Regions from separate parts of the Mus musculus genome. Here region 1 is linked to region 2. The links are chromatin contacts, called in public HiChIP or PLAC-seq maps. All regions are on one chromosome and are shown on one strand. Each heading gives the region's core, a stretch centred on a gene start, on an enhancer-like site or on the middle of the called end of the contact. The rest is flanking DNA. Distances are from core to core; before and after follow the strand shown. Region 1 overlaps Atxn2 (ataxin 2). Region 2 overlaps Camkk2 (calcium/calmodulin-dependent protein kinase kinase 2, beta).

Evidence for each region. HiChIP or PLAC-seq counts read pairs in DNA pulled down with a chosen protein or histone mark.
Region 1: a contact with region 2 is called in an H3K27ac HiChIP or PLAC-seq map of microglia, with 6 times the contacts expected there. The contact joins two enhancer-like sites. A contact is called at or near these places in 2 of 115 datasets of contacts at active chromatin or transcription factors (microglia and pancreatic cancer cells) and 1 of 9 other capture datasets (adipose tissue).

What each region holds. Positions count from the first base shown.
Region 1 is chr5:121,808,820-121,815,616 of GRCm38.p6, reverse strand. Atxn2 (ataxin 2) reads right to left here. Exons shown (of 25, transcript NM_009125.2): 22 at 4,621-4,766; 23 at 4,005-4,232; 24 at 2,064-2,232; 25 at 667-1,279. The coding sequence ends at 1,251. It overlaps Sh2b3 (SH2B adaptor protein 3), which reads left to right. Exons shown (of 8, transcript NM_008507.4): 8 at 1-136. Among named protein-coding and RNA genes, the nearest start is that of Mir7031, 7.1 kb to the left of the region's middle. Within about 2 kb of position 3,751, at least 76 of the 459 cell types and tissues checked have an H3K27ac peak or open chromatin away from gene starts, as enhancers often do. A contact at or near this core is called in microglia, where this site is marked.
Region 2 is chr5:122,767,003-122,773,727 of GRCm38.p6, reverse strand. The region is part of intron 1 of Camkk2 (calcium/calmodulin-dependent protein kinase kinase 2, beta); the gene reads left to right. Among named protein-coding and RNA genes, the nearest start is that of Camkk2, 9.0 kb to the left of the region's middle. Within about 2 kb of position 3,252, at least 215 of the 459 cell types and tissues checked have an H3K27ac peak or open chromatin away from gene starts, as enhancers often do. A contact at or near this core is called in microglia, where this site is marked.

The sequences.
Region 1 (6,797 bases), core at 2,502-5,001, 960 kb after region 2:
TCTATCATTACAGCAGAAGGTATTTGGCAAATCTTCGTTTTATGTACTGTATGAGTAACTTATTCTTGAATAATGCAAATTTTGCTACAATGTACAAATTGCTGTATGTCAATTAAAAAGGTTTCCAGTATTACAACCATGATCTCTGCATCCACACACCCATCCCACTTGCCTGCCTCCCTTTCGGGCAGCCTGGCCTCATTCTGTGCTGCCCCCCCCTCCCCAATCCCTGGCTACACTGAGGAGGGACAAGGCTCTGTGCTACTAGACAAGTGCTTAGCCACTGTGGCCACACCTTGAGCCTGGTCAGATTCCTCTGTAAAGAAGGAGCTTCTGCCCCCTACTGGTAACACAGAACTGAACTGGGATAACTCAGATCAACAAGGAAAAGTGAGCTTACAGTCTGCACCTGCTTGCAGATGTGGACTTTTGAACGCTGCCCACCTCTGGCCAGCCTGCCTTCTGCTGAAGCCAACTGCTAATCCACCCGAGAGGGAATCACAGTCTTGACTTTTTCTAGATACCTTGAGCCAGAACTAAAGGTGAAGAAGAAAAGTCATTTGGTCAGCACCTCCTCAGAGATTGGAGCAGCACAACCAGCCTGTCTTCCCTGGGGTCTACCTCCCACAGCAGCAGGAGTCAACATAAACACACACTAACTGGGTATCAGTTTTTAAAACTTTTTTTATTTTTTAATTTTTTTTTTTAGTTTTTATTTTATATTATCTACAAAGTAAAAGTTTTCCCTTAACTTAAAAGTTGAACCACTGTAGACAGTGATCGCCTCATCAAACTTGATTTATAAATAATAATCCGTCAGTTTGGCGGTAAGAATTTACTGAACTTCTGTCAAGTTTAGTAAAAGGGCGTTCCAAGTCTTGATTTTTTTTTTTTAAAGCGGTAATAGCAGCAAGAATCACTCTTGTTACTTCTGTTGCTAGCTGATGTGTTCATGACTCTCAAGGGCCATTAAAAAATAAATAACTTCCAGTTTCAGCAAGCAGAGCTGGGTACTTGCAGGACCCTGCAACAGCACATGGAATTATGGAACAGCCACAAGTCCCTACATGCCTCTACTCGGTCCAAAACATCCTCCACTGCAAGTGAGCTGTTAGCATTCCTATCAGATGTTAAATCAGTGTATCTTTTAAAAAACAAAATCAATGAAGTTCTAGTTTTCTGTGCTTCCGGTTGGCAGAAGCAGGAGAAGGGAGGAGGGGATTTGGCCTTTCGGTTCCTCCAGGGCAGCCTTACAACTGCTGTTGGTGGTGGGCTTGTACTGTAAAAAAGAAAAGTGGCTATTTAAACAACACAGGCACCACTGCCCGCCAGCCTAGTGTCCGCAGCACACGACTGTCAACTACTCCTGTGCTAGTGAGTAAGACTGGAGGGTTAATGCTGCCCCTCTCCCCCAACTGCAGCCAAGGTAGGGTTGGGGAGGGAAGGGGGTGAGGAGAAACAAACCAGTCAGACGTAAACCACTTCAGATACAAGTCCTGGACTTGCTGCTTGTGGAGCAGGCCTTCACACCCCCTCCCACTACACTAGCCAAGCACCACTGCTTTCCAAGTCACAGGGAAGACAGGTGTCGTCACAGCAGCCATCAGTACGAGACATCATGGGCGTCCTGTGTCAGGGCACAGGCTGGGGCTAACACTACACTCAGACCAGTCCGCACACAGCACGTGTTCACCAGTGCTCTCCTCCAAGCTACGATCAAACTTGGCCATGGGCATAAACCCCCCACATCAGCCTATAAAGGACTCAGGACGGACCACGCTGCCCTGTCCAGCCTATCATACATACATAACCAGGAAGGCCAACTGAGTCCTCGGCATGCATCGGCTACCCAGAATGAGGCTGCTGCTTCTCAAGCCAACCCTGAACCAGCAGAACACACACAGAGCCTGATGTTTCCTGACCGTCACGATCCCTCCTGTGCACACTTGGATGGGCCTCGCTAGTCAGGTTTGCAGCCTGAAGCACTGGTCCTGCCTGCCATTCTACCTCTGCGAGCAGAACGCTCGGGGTGCCCCGGCGGCCCCTGCACACACACGCCTCACCTGAAGGGTGCGTCATATAAGGGAAATGCGCTGTTGTCGAGACTGGAATGGGCTGTAGTGCACTTTGAGCGAGGGCGGCCTGGGGACCGCCGGGTGGCTGTGTCGTCATTAGCATCATTGGCGCATGGGCAGTTGGATGAGAAGGAACCATTCCTGACTGTACATGAGCCTGAAACAGAGAGCTCTTTTACGCATACAGGCAACATCTCCTTCTTAAACAACAAGTCAGCTATTCCTTTCATTGGACTAGGGCTCTTGAAGGAGCAAGATGGACTTCTTGGGTAACCTTGAGGTAGATCCAGCAGGGCTAAGATGGGGAAGTTGCCTCCTAGTCCCCAACTCGTCTGCTCAGATACCACACAAGGCAAGGTCTTCACCAAAAGCAGCCGCTATTGGGGTGGGAAGGGCACTTTCTTAGCTTGCTATGGTGCATGGCCAAAGATATATCAATGCCCTTTTCCAGTCAGAAAGCAACTGACAAGGGCCTGTAAGGGGACTGCCTCCCCAGCACCCTCAGCAGCTTCCTGAGTCTCTCCTCTTCCGCCCTTCCCCAGTTGTAGTGGGTTCCCCAAAAGTAGGGTGAAGCAGCACTTAGGCCCCTCACTTTAAAAGCTTAACTGACGGAGCAAAGGCTGAGTCACTGGCTCCACTGAGATGACAGAGTGATCTGAAGCTGGGTCAACCCAGTACCAAATGGCAGCAAATTTAAGTTAGAAAGGTGATGTTAGCTACCTGGTCGGTAATCTCAACCTTGGCTCTGCAGGGAGTGGGCAGAGCAGGAAGAGGCGGCTTCCTGCCTCCCATCCTGTGCATTGCTCTAGACCATCACCCCAGCGAAGCACTGGTTCACACCTTCAAACAGGCCCATGGCTCTCTGCTTTCCCTGTTAGCCTCTTACTCTCTTATGCAAATACATGAGTGAGGTTTGGGATGAGCTCATCTTACACATAAATTCACAGCCTCTGCTGGACACTTAGAGGACCCTGATTCTCTTAAGTCTCACTCCACCAAAGCACACTGACCACACTGGCTACCCTCCCCACTGCCGCCAGCCAACAGGAGCATATTCTACACTCTCAGCTCTGGGGGAAGGACAGGAACAAGCTAGCCTTCTGCAAGAGACCCAACTACACAGCAGCGTTAGCTCACACCTCGCCAGAGCCTCACTGGCACACTGAGACAGGAAATAGAATCATTCAGGAACTCTTCTAAGTGAGACCCACCTCAGGGAACTGTGATCAAAAGTAGCAGACATCTGATCCAGCCACCTTACGTTAACAGCTACAGAGAGGGCCTCTCCATGGCCCAGGCTGCCCTGGCTCTCTCAGCAACCACAGCTTTCAAGCTCAGCCTTTACACTGGGGGAAGGAAGGGAGGAAGGAAGGAAGGGAAGCCCCAGACGGTCTGGGCTACTCTAGAGCCTGAGTTCTCCTGCACCACAGCCCAAGGTCCAAGCTCAGGAATCACAGCAGACAGAGGCAACCAGGCAACAGCTGGGACACTGCTAACCCGCAAACCAACAATCCTAGTGCAGTCCCTCAGAGTGAGAGCCACTGAAGGCCTGCCTGCCACCCTGCTCTAAGGCTCGCGTGTGTGCTCCCGTGTAGAGGTGTCTGCATGTGTGCACATATATACACAGTGGAGAGGCTAGAGAGACGCAGCGAAGCAGACACAGGAAGGAAAGGACTGGGGTGCATTCCAGACTCAGAGGTTTAAGGTCTCAGCTGGGAAATGCTAAGTCACAGTTTCACTGATCCACCACAAAACCATAGCAACATTCACTGAGAGCCAGAAGATCACGTGCTAAGCAGGAAAGGGGCAGACAGGCAGATGGCACCACACACAGGGTTTCCTGGCTTGGGGAGCAACTGGCTCCTTGCTGCTTATCTGACCACCACTCCCTATGTGGCCTTCACAAAAACTTGGCTAGTGCTGGTTTACCTGAGGTACGTGGGCCATGTGGGGTGGGGTGGTGTATGCCGGCTGAACATGAGAAGGGTGGATGGTGAAGACTGTCTGTTGTGCTGCTGGGAAACTGCTCTGTGGAGACTGTGTATTAGAGGCAGGTGTCATGGAAGGTGGTGTTGGTGCCAGCCCCGCATGATAAATGGCCGACTGCTGCTGTGGACTGGCCAGATGAAGAGCCTGGGCAGCCTGGTGCTGATGGTGCTGTAAAGCAATGGGAAACTTCATAGAGTGAAGGCGACAGGCCACCACCCCACCCCCACCCCGGGAGGCGCAGAAAGGAGAGCACAAAGCATCTCTCATGCAGATGGCCTTTTCCGGGGACTCAAGCCCAAGCCTCAGCCGGGCAGTTACAGGTCCAAACAAGGCCTCACTGCCCCATTAGCACATGGGACTGAGGAAGCCAACAGGAAGGCAGCATTGCGGCTTGCCTTCAGGAATGAAATTCCAGAGGGCTTTAGACTTAACTAAGAACTTCAAGATCAAGCAGCTTTTTAACACTTATGTTTCTGGCATTCAACCTTAGGGAATGGCCTCCCCCGTACCCACAACTGCTCACAGCTAGGCACACACAGGCCACGCCTCTCCTTACCTGAACAGGACTGGGTGCAGGGTGACTTCCACCATGCTGGCTTTGCTGCTGTCCGGTGGGAGTGGCCGAAGGCTGAGGATGGGGAGTATGTGGATGCAGGGCGGCATTAGGATGTGCATACTGCTGAGCGAGGGAGCCGGTGGAAACTGAGATGAAAAAGAAAAAGGAATGTGTACAATTCTGACGACCACTGCCAGCCCACTATGCCTAATTCACTGCACTCTAATCACTGCCACGCTCTACAGCCATGAGAGCAAGCACAGTCTGGAAACAGACGGAAGGGCTCTGTCTACCAAGGCCAGCACGTGACCCGTGTGCTACATAGCTCTACACACTACACTCACACCGACTTAGTTTAAATTTACTCAGACAATCCCTGTTCCTCTCGGAGGCTTAGGTAGAAACAACTCCACCAATCACACTGGCCCACATGAAGACAGGTGCAGCCTCTCTCTCAAGGTCAGCATCTGATTACATTGCTATGCTACTGCTCTGGAACGGTCCCTGTACACACACCAGTGAGGCTGGGCGCAAGGACAACGTCACTGCCATCTCAGTCAATCACAGTACCCACTCACTATTCTGTTCCCTACTGAATGATGCAGCTCCTGACAAAAAGCCTGGAGATGAAACTGACCACTCTATCCTGTTAGCTAGAAAAATACCAAAGGAACAGTTTTTCTTAACACTCTTAAAATGTGACTCTACGACAATGACCCTGAGGCTGCTCTTTATGCATCTAGGAGGGGCCCCACCTTGGTACCAACCAAGGAGATCAAGTATTAAGTGAACCTGTGCCTTTACAGAGCAGCAGCCTGGGAATGAGAACTCCAGGAAGGTCGCTGCTCCTGTGACTCTGGACAGCTCACGACACAAACTAAACATCAAGCAGAAAATGGACTGCTCTCAAGCTATCTCTATCTCTCTCTCAGCACTGAACCCTTAGCCCTCCACAGCCAAGCCCACACACAGATGTGTCACAGTTTCATGCACTTTAGATAATATGTCAGCAAACACAGCTATGATGTGGACAGAGAAGCACCAAAACTTCCAAGAATAGCACACATGGAGGACTCTGGCTGTGTGCCAGCTGAGTGGTGTCCCGGGTTAGGGACAGGAAACATTCATGAGATGTCACAGTGCAGGGCAGGGCATTCTGTTTCCAATGGTCGGAGCTGGCATGGCCTGTGTGTCCACCTGCCAAGGCCACAGCCCTCACTCACCAGTGTCCCTCAGTATCCAGGTGAGACTGATGAAGGCAACTGTGTTTAGAACCTGGTACAGTTTCCCTGACTGTATTAGTCAACAGATGTGTAAAGAGAAAACTACGGCAGCCTAACGTCACAATGTTTTCAGTGAGTCAGGGAGACCAGTCCATCCTCTAATTCCCTGACTGTGAAAAGCACTTAAGAACGACTTTTGTTTTTAGAGACAACAACTACAGGTCTGCAACTATAGACTAGGCTGCTAGATGGTGATAACTGGTCCACATGTCTCATTCTAAAACCACAAACATTAAAGCCCCATCCAGTGTTTAGTAAGTGTTTCCTTTATAGCAATGTTAAGTCCAACTGAGGGAAAGCAACCCTAAATGTTTATTTATGAGATTTCATAAAGATAGAGGATATAGGAGCTCAAGTATTCAAACTAAAAAAAAGTTTAAGAAAACATAAATAAAAGGCTTGGAGACACAGCTCAGTGCAAAGCTTTGCACAGAAGGCCCTGAGTTCCAGTCCTGGAACAGGTGGGAAAACAAGTAACTCTGAAGGAAGCTCTAGCAAAATGCAGTGGAAACACGGCCACCGCAGTCATAGTAACTATGTCCATCAAGTCTCAGAATTACATCTGTCAACTGGGAAAATGGGAAAGTCTTGATACTGTCACTTGGAAAGAGAATTAAAAGATCCTTTCCCTTCTTTGTTTGGTTTTTCTTCTTTTATAGCTTAAGTTGGCCTGGAACCCACCCTCCCCAACTCCATCTTCCAAGTGGATCCGCACCGGGGTACCATACCCAGCCAGGATCAAAATCAAACAGCTTTATTACTCATAGTTTATGCTTAAGATTGGAGCCAGAGCCTCCTGCATCCTAAGTACACAGTCTACCACTGAGCTACACTGAGCCATGTTCTTAAGATTGAATAACTAGAGGCAGGGCTTGGTGGAACCCACGCAACCCT
Region 2 (6,725 bases), core at 2,003-4,502:
CAGCTGCCTTGCAGTTTGGCCTGCATGAGAGCCCAAAGCTTTTATGACCCTCAGTTCTTCGTCACTTGTAGGTCAGTCTTGGCTCAGGGAGCTGAAAACACTAGGGTATGTGGGCTTCAGGCATGGAGGAATCAGGGTGCCAGCGCGGTTTTCCATCCATTTTCTTCCCTTGATGGGCATCATTCTAAGGCGGGGTTCTCCCAGCACTAAGTTCAGCAGAAAGAACTCTCCCCGCCGCCCCCTTTGAACATTGAAAAAACTGGCAGTAAGACCCACTAGCCTGAGTTCAATACATAAGTTCTCTTGAATCCATGACCTGACCAGAAGAGTTGATGTCCAGTTGGGCAGTTTTGTGCATGGTGGTGGGGTCTGCTCTATAGGGGTGCCTCACAGGGAAGGATATGTTCCTAGGCGTAAACTGGGCTGCCGTCCTAAGACTAAAGGAATTCGGACTCCAGGTCAGTTGAAGACAACTTCTCACCTTCCGACTGGCCTTGGGATGGGTGTCTGAAATGTACAACCTCCAGCTTACATCTGCTGGGTGCCAGCTGTGTTCTAAAAAGTTTTAGGCCTGAGAATTCAGGGCTGAATTCAGAACCTCGTTCTCTCCAGCCAGTCGAGCCACATTGCTGGCTTGCGTCTGGGCATTTGTTCCCGATACAGGTGGAGACAGCTGCCTTTGGTCTCCCCTCATATAGACTGAGTTCTAAGGATGGCAGCTATGTGGCCGATAGGAGCCTCTTGTTAGATTCAACCCAGCCTGTACGTTACTCATGAGACAGTTTGGGACCTTTGCGAGGCTCCGTCCATAACTTTTAAGGTTTTTTTTCTTGGAAGACACAGACCAGGACTGTCAGCTGTAGCATTTGCAGAGGCCCCAAGAGCCACTTCAGGCATCTAGGTGAAACAAAACAAAACTCTGAGTTGTTTTAGTGATATTTGAAACTACCATATGACTCTAGGTAAGTCAGTAATCTTTAATTTTTTTCTAAAATTTATCTGTTTGTTTATTTATTTGAGACAGGGTTTCTCTGTGTAGCCCTGGTTGTCCTGGAACTCACTCTGTAGACCAGGCTGACTTTGAACTCAGAGATCTGCCTGCCTCTGCCTCCCAAGTGCTGGGACTAACACCGCGATAGTTTGAAACGAGCTCTCTCACTGAGCCCTGCACTTAGCAGTCGGCAGTTGCACTGGGCTTTATTCCGAGGGTTCTGTGGAGCTCCGGGTCTCCCTGCTTGCATGCGCATTCACCACAGGCATTGTACCGAGGGGACCATCTCCTGCGTCCCCTTCTTGGTTTATTTTTGATTGGTTGGTTGGTTGGCTAGCTGTGGTGGTATATACCTGTAATCCTCACAGTCAGGAGGCTGAGGCAGGAGGATCACAAAGCTAGCCTAGGCCTTATAGTGAGGCACTGCTTCAAAACAAAAAGTTTTTTTTTTCCTTTTTTAAAAAAATTTTATTTATTTATTATATGTAAGTACACTGTAGCTGTCTTCAGACACCAGAAGTGGGCGCCAGATCTCGTTATGGATGGTTATGAGCCACCATGTGGTTGCTGGGATTTGAACTCAGGACCTTCGGAAGAGCAGTCAGTGCTCTTAACCGTTGAGCCATCTCTCAACCCCACAAAAAGTTTTTTTTTAATTTTAATTAGAAAGGGAAAATATTTACCGGGACAGACTTCCTTTATGCCCCAGGGTCCCCAGCTTCCTTCTGTGTCACCAATGCCTCTCTCCTGTTCTCTTGTGTATTAGTCTGGCTGTCCCCGTTTGTGGTTATGGGCACACTCCTTTTAAATGGTTCATGGATTGTTGGTCCCTTGATACAGAAATCACATGTAGCTCCTCTATAATGGCTCGGAGTTTTCCTTTGACCCATTGAGTTTGTTTGTTTGTTTGTTTATTTGTTTTGATCTTCACACGCTCTCACTGTGTAGCCCTGGCTGGCCTTCTATTTGCTGTGTAGCTGAGGATGAGCCCTGAGACCTTAAACAACGTCTCCTATGCCTGCACCTCCGTAGTATTATAGGTGAGCACCCCTGTGCCTGATTTACACCATGCTGGCGACCCAGGGCCTCTTGCAGGCTTGATAAGCCCAGTTGATTGATGGATTGATCTTTCTACCTAACGGCTTGTTAAAAGAACAAATGAGTGAAATGAGTTTCCTCTAGGGCCTTGGGCCTCAGTTTCCCCAGGTGAGAGAGGATGTGGCTGTTTACCCGACTCCAGCGTGGTATCGTTCCTGGCCTTGGCAGGATCTGTAGAGCTGATTTGCACGCCCCCACCTTTTTTTTTTTTTTTTTTTTTTTTTTTTTTTTTGTCTTGGAGTGCCAGAAGGAGGGGCTCTGAGGACCCTGATGGACCCCGAGAAAGGTGTGTCTCTGATTTGGAGGCCCACGTACTAACTTGTTATACTACAGCTCCCGTAGTGGCTCAGCTCAACTTAGGCTCAACTCGGCATAGCATTTGGCAGGCAGCAGTTGCTGGTTGGAAATGGCCCCCAGGAAATGGAGATGGCCAAGCGTTTCCTGGAGGCCTTTTGGCCAAGCGTTTCCTGGAGGCCTGTGCCACTTTGGCTTCCTGGCAGAGGAAGGAGCATTCCTCTCATCCCGGCTGGGGACTGGCTCCATCTGCTCCAGGAAGGGTCTGGTGACTCCGTTGGGTGCCCTGGAGGTGAGGGAGGGAGGGAGGGAGGAGAGGGGGGCTTCCGGGTGGGGCAGTGCTTGTGATTCATGGGGAACTAACTGCCAGGCCCAGGCAGGGCTGCTGGCATTTTGTCAAACCCCAGCAGCTTGTAGGAATGCCCTTTTCAGTCCTGTGTTCCGATCCCTGCCCTTCCTGGTAGCGGGCTCGTCCCGGGGGGATTACACAACCACGCAGAGTTTCTCCATGCCTGGTGCCTGAGACTCCAAGCAGTCTCAGTACAGTCTTTGATGCCAAACTCTTGTCTTTTAAGTTTATTTTTCTTGCTAGAGAAAGTATTGGTAGCTTCATTAGATTCTTGTGGGGTCTCTGGTCCCTAAAGGATTCAGAGTCCTGGCTGAGAGTGTAGGGATGGGACAGGATGTGTCCACGCCCTCCTGGTCTTTGTGCCTCTCTTCCCTAGACCTGGATGGGCCTGCCTTTCCTTCACAGGCAGCCCTAGCCTGGTCTGAGCACTCTCTTCTCCTCCTTCCTTCAGACCTTGAAGGCCAAGCCTGCGTCAGAAGCAGTGGCGAGGGAGGCCCAGGCCAGACACCGGCTGGCCAAGGAGACTTGATTAAAAGCAGCTTTGTTGGGGGTGGATGTCTCGGTGTCCTTGGCCTGCAGTAGAGATCGATAAGCAATTGTTTTTCTCTTGGCAAGAAAAGAAAAAAAAAATCTCCATTGACTTTCGCAGGCACTGCCAAGTCTGGTTTTCTTTTCAGGAACACTTGTAGCCCCACGTGGCTCAGAGAGGAAGGAGAGGTCTCCTGCCCTGGGGTTGTGGAATCCATTTAATTGCAGGTGGACTCACCGGGACAGTAGTCACTCCGGAGCATTCTAGAACACAGCCCCCCTGTTCATAGACATTGTATTGAAAGATTAGCTTCTTAACACTTCAGTCATGTATTGAGTGCGCAGCTCATCTGTTCCCTGTGACTACCCAGAAAGCGCCCATTTTAAAGATGAGGAAACTGAGGCAGAGAGAATTTTAAGGCAAGCTGGGCAAAGGATAAGCCCAGGCTGTGGCCTCCAGCGCCCTGCTTTTCTCTTTTGGAAGATGGGGATCACAGCCAGGCTGCAGAGAGTGCGGAACTCGGGCAAGAAGATCCACTGATGGGAAAGCTGAGGCAGGAGCGTGGCTGGTAATGTCTTCCTCTGTGCTGAGGTGTGGCATCTTGCTTCTTTTCATGGCAGCTTGCTTACTCTCTTCTGGAACTTCATCTCCAGCAGTTAAGAGCTCATTGTACTTTTACACAGGACCTGAGTTCAATTCCCAGGTCCCAAGTCTGGCAGAACCACCTGTTAACTCCAGCTATTGGGGGATTTCATGCCTTTTCTGGTCTTCATGATACCTGTGCTCCCGTGGCATGGACACAGACATGCACATAAATAAAAATTATATATGTAACATACTCGATGTGAAAATGAGCCATATTTCACCATTTTTACATGTACAATTAATTCCCTGGCGTCAAGCGTGTCCACCGCTCCTCCCTTTAGTGAGGACTTCCTCATTCTTTTCCCAACTCACGGCTGTGCTGCTTTCGTTACTTCCTGTTTTGGATATAGGTTCTCAGTCCTGACTATCTCAGACTCACTCACTGAGTAGCTAAAGGTGACCTTGAACTTCTTCTGCTCCTATCTGCCTGTATTCCAGCAAGCACCCCAGCGCAGGATGAGCAGGGCTGGGGGTGGAGCCCAGGGTCCTACGCACTGTGCCCGCTGGCTCCACCCCCAGCCTCGCGCCCAATTGAATTCGACCATCATGGGTGTGGCCCACTGCTTGTGAGTCAGTGGGCGTGTCAGACTTGTCTTCCCGCTTTGTCTCTTATGTGATCTACCACGTCCCCTCGTCCTTTGTAGACATAGGGTTCCATCCACCCTTTAGCAGGATTCCATGACTAGTGACGCCATGACCATTGCTGTGCAGGGGTCTGAAGCCCTGCCTTCAGTTTTTGAATGCGTACCACTGAGAGGAATGACTGGCCATGTGGGACTTCCATGGCCAGCTTCCCGAGGAAGTGCAGAGTCGGCTTGCTGTTTGAAAGTGTCCTTCTCTTCCTGCAAACCAGGCTGAGCATATTGTCACATGGTTGCGTTTGTTGTGGTTCGTTGGCATGTGGTATATGCAATGTATTGGGTGCATGTGACAAGGGATGTCCTCTCTATCACTCTCCACCTTATTCCCTTGGGACAAGCTTATCCACCAACCGTAGAGCTTGGTTGGCAGTCTGCAAGCCTCCTGTCTCAGCCCTCATAGCGCTGGGTTTAGAACCCAGCTTTTAGTGTGGGATTTGAACTCAGGTCCTCACACTTGTGCAGCAAGGACCCTACCCACTAAACGATCTCCCCAGCTCTCGTTGCATTTTTTTTTTCTTTATTGAAAATAAATTTCAGCTGAGCAGTGGTGGCGCACGCCTTTAATCCCAGCACTTGGTGGGGGGGTGGGAGCAGAGGCAGGAGGATTTCTAAGTTCGAAAACAGCCTGGTCTACAGAGTGAGTTCCAAGACAGCCAGGGCTATACAGAAAAGCCCTGTCTTGAAAAATCAAAAAACAAAACAAAACAAAACAAATAAACAAGTTAAACCAAATCAACCAACCAAGAAAAACCCAACACTGTTTTTAAAAATCATGAATGGTGTTCATCTGTGGGCACAGGTCTGAGCTGAGAATGCCAGGGGGCTCTGACTGGAAGAATTGTAGCCCACTATTGACACAGTAGATGTTTCTGAGAGGGCGATCGAGAGGGCCAGTCGCATCCTCCTGGGAGCCCTGACTTCATGGCACTCCCTCTCATGGTCCTCCACCCTCACCTGTGTGACCCAGGAGGCCTTTTTTCCTCAGTGACATCGCAGCCAGCACCTACTGTCTTCCCAGCGCATAGAGAGACCTCCGTGACGAGCACGCAGCTGCCCTCACATTGCATCCGCACAGATTTCACTCAGTAGTAGTGCTCCTGACATTTGTCCACCAGAATTTGTCAAACAGGAGCGAAAGGTTAATAGTCTGTCCCAGGGATGGTGGGAATTGACAGCCTGGAGATGTGTGCCAGCCCCACTCCACCCCCCTTTTCCTCTCTCAAACTGATATAAAAGTTCACACGAGGCTGGACCTGGTGGTGCACACCTTTGATTCCAGCACTCAGAAGACAGAGAGGCCAGCCTGGTCTACAGAGTGAGTTCCAGGACAGCCAGGGCTACATAGAGAAACCTGGTCTAGAAAAACAAAATAGTTTACATGACCTAAAATTAATATTTTGGGGGGACACAGTACTGGGGTAGAACCAAAGTCTCTTCAAATCCTAGTTAGTAGCTTAGCTGCAAGCTGCACCCCTAGCCCTCTAATTAACCCTCCTTTTCCTTTAAATTTGAGACAGGGTCTCACTCTGTAACTAACTTGCCTGGAACTCCCAGAAGTCCTCCTAGCTCCATCTCTGGAGTGTGCTGGGAATAAAGGTGTGTGCTACCACGCCTGGCAGGTTCACCCTGTTAGGATCGCATTCAGTCCATGCGCTGGGCTGTGAAATCACCACCTCGGACCAGTTCCAAGACATTCTCGCCAGGATGAAGCCCTGCACCCATTATGCAGTCACTGAATTGCCCCCGGAACGCTCCTCCGTAGTCCTATGTAACCGCTAATCTGCCTGTCTCCCTGGATTTGCCTAGTATGGAAATTTCATTTCCGTGGAATTATGCAATACAGGGCCTCTTGGCATGATGTTTTCATCTGTGTTATAGCGGTTGTCAATGCTTCTGGCCCTTTTATGATTATCTATTCATCTGCTGACTTCCTCCTCAGCCCCAAGGATGAGAGCTGTTTGGGTGTACTCTTAGGAACAGACCACATGGAACTCCTCTAACTTTTTGAGGAACCACCTTCGGGCAGCCATCTTGGTTTCTTAGGTGGTGCTATGGATTTGAACTCAGGTTCTCATGCCTGTAGGTAGGTAGGGCAGGCACTCTTTACCACTGAGCTGAGATCTTCTTGGCCTATTTGTTTTGGGAGCAGAGTCTCAAGTCTATATAGCCTGGGCTGGC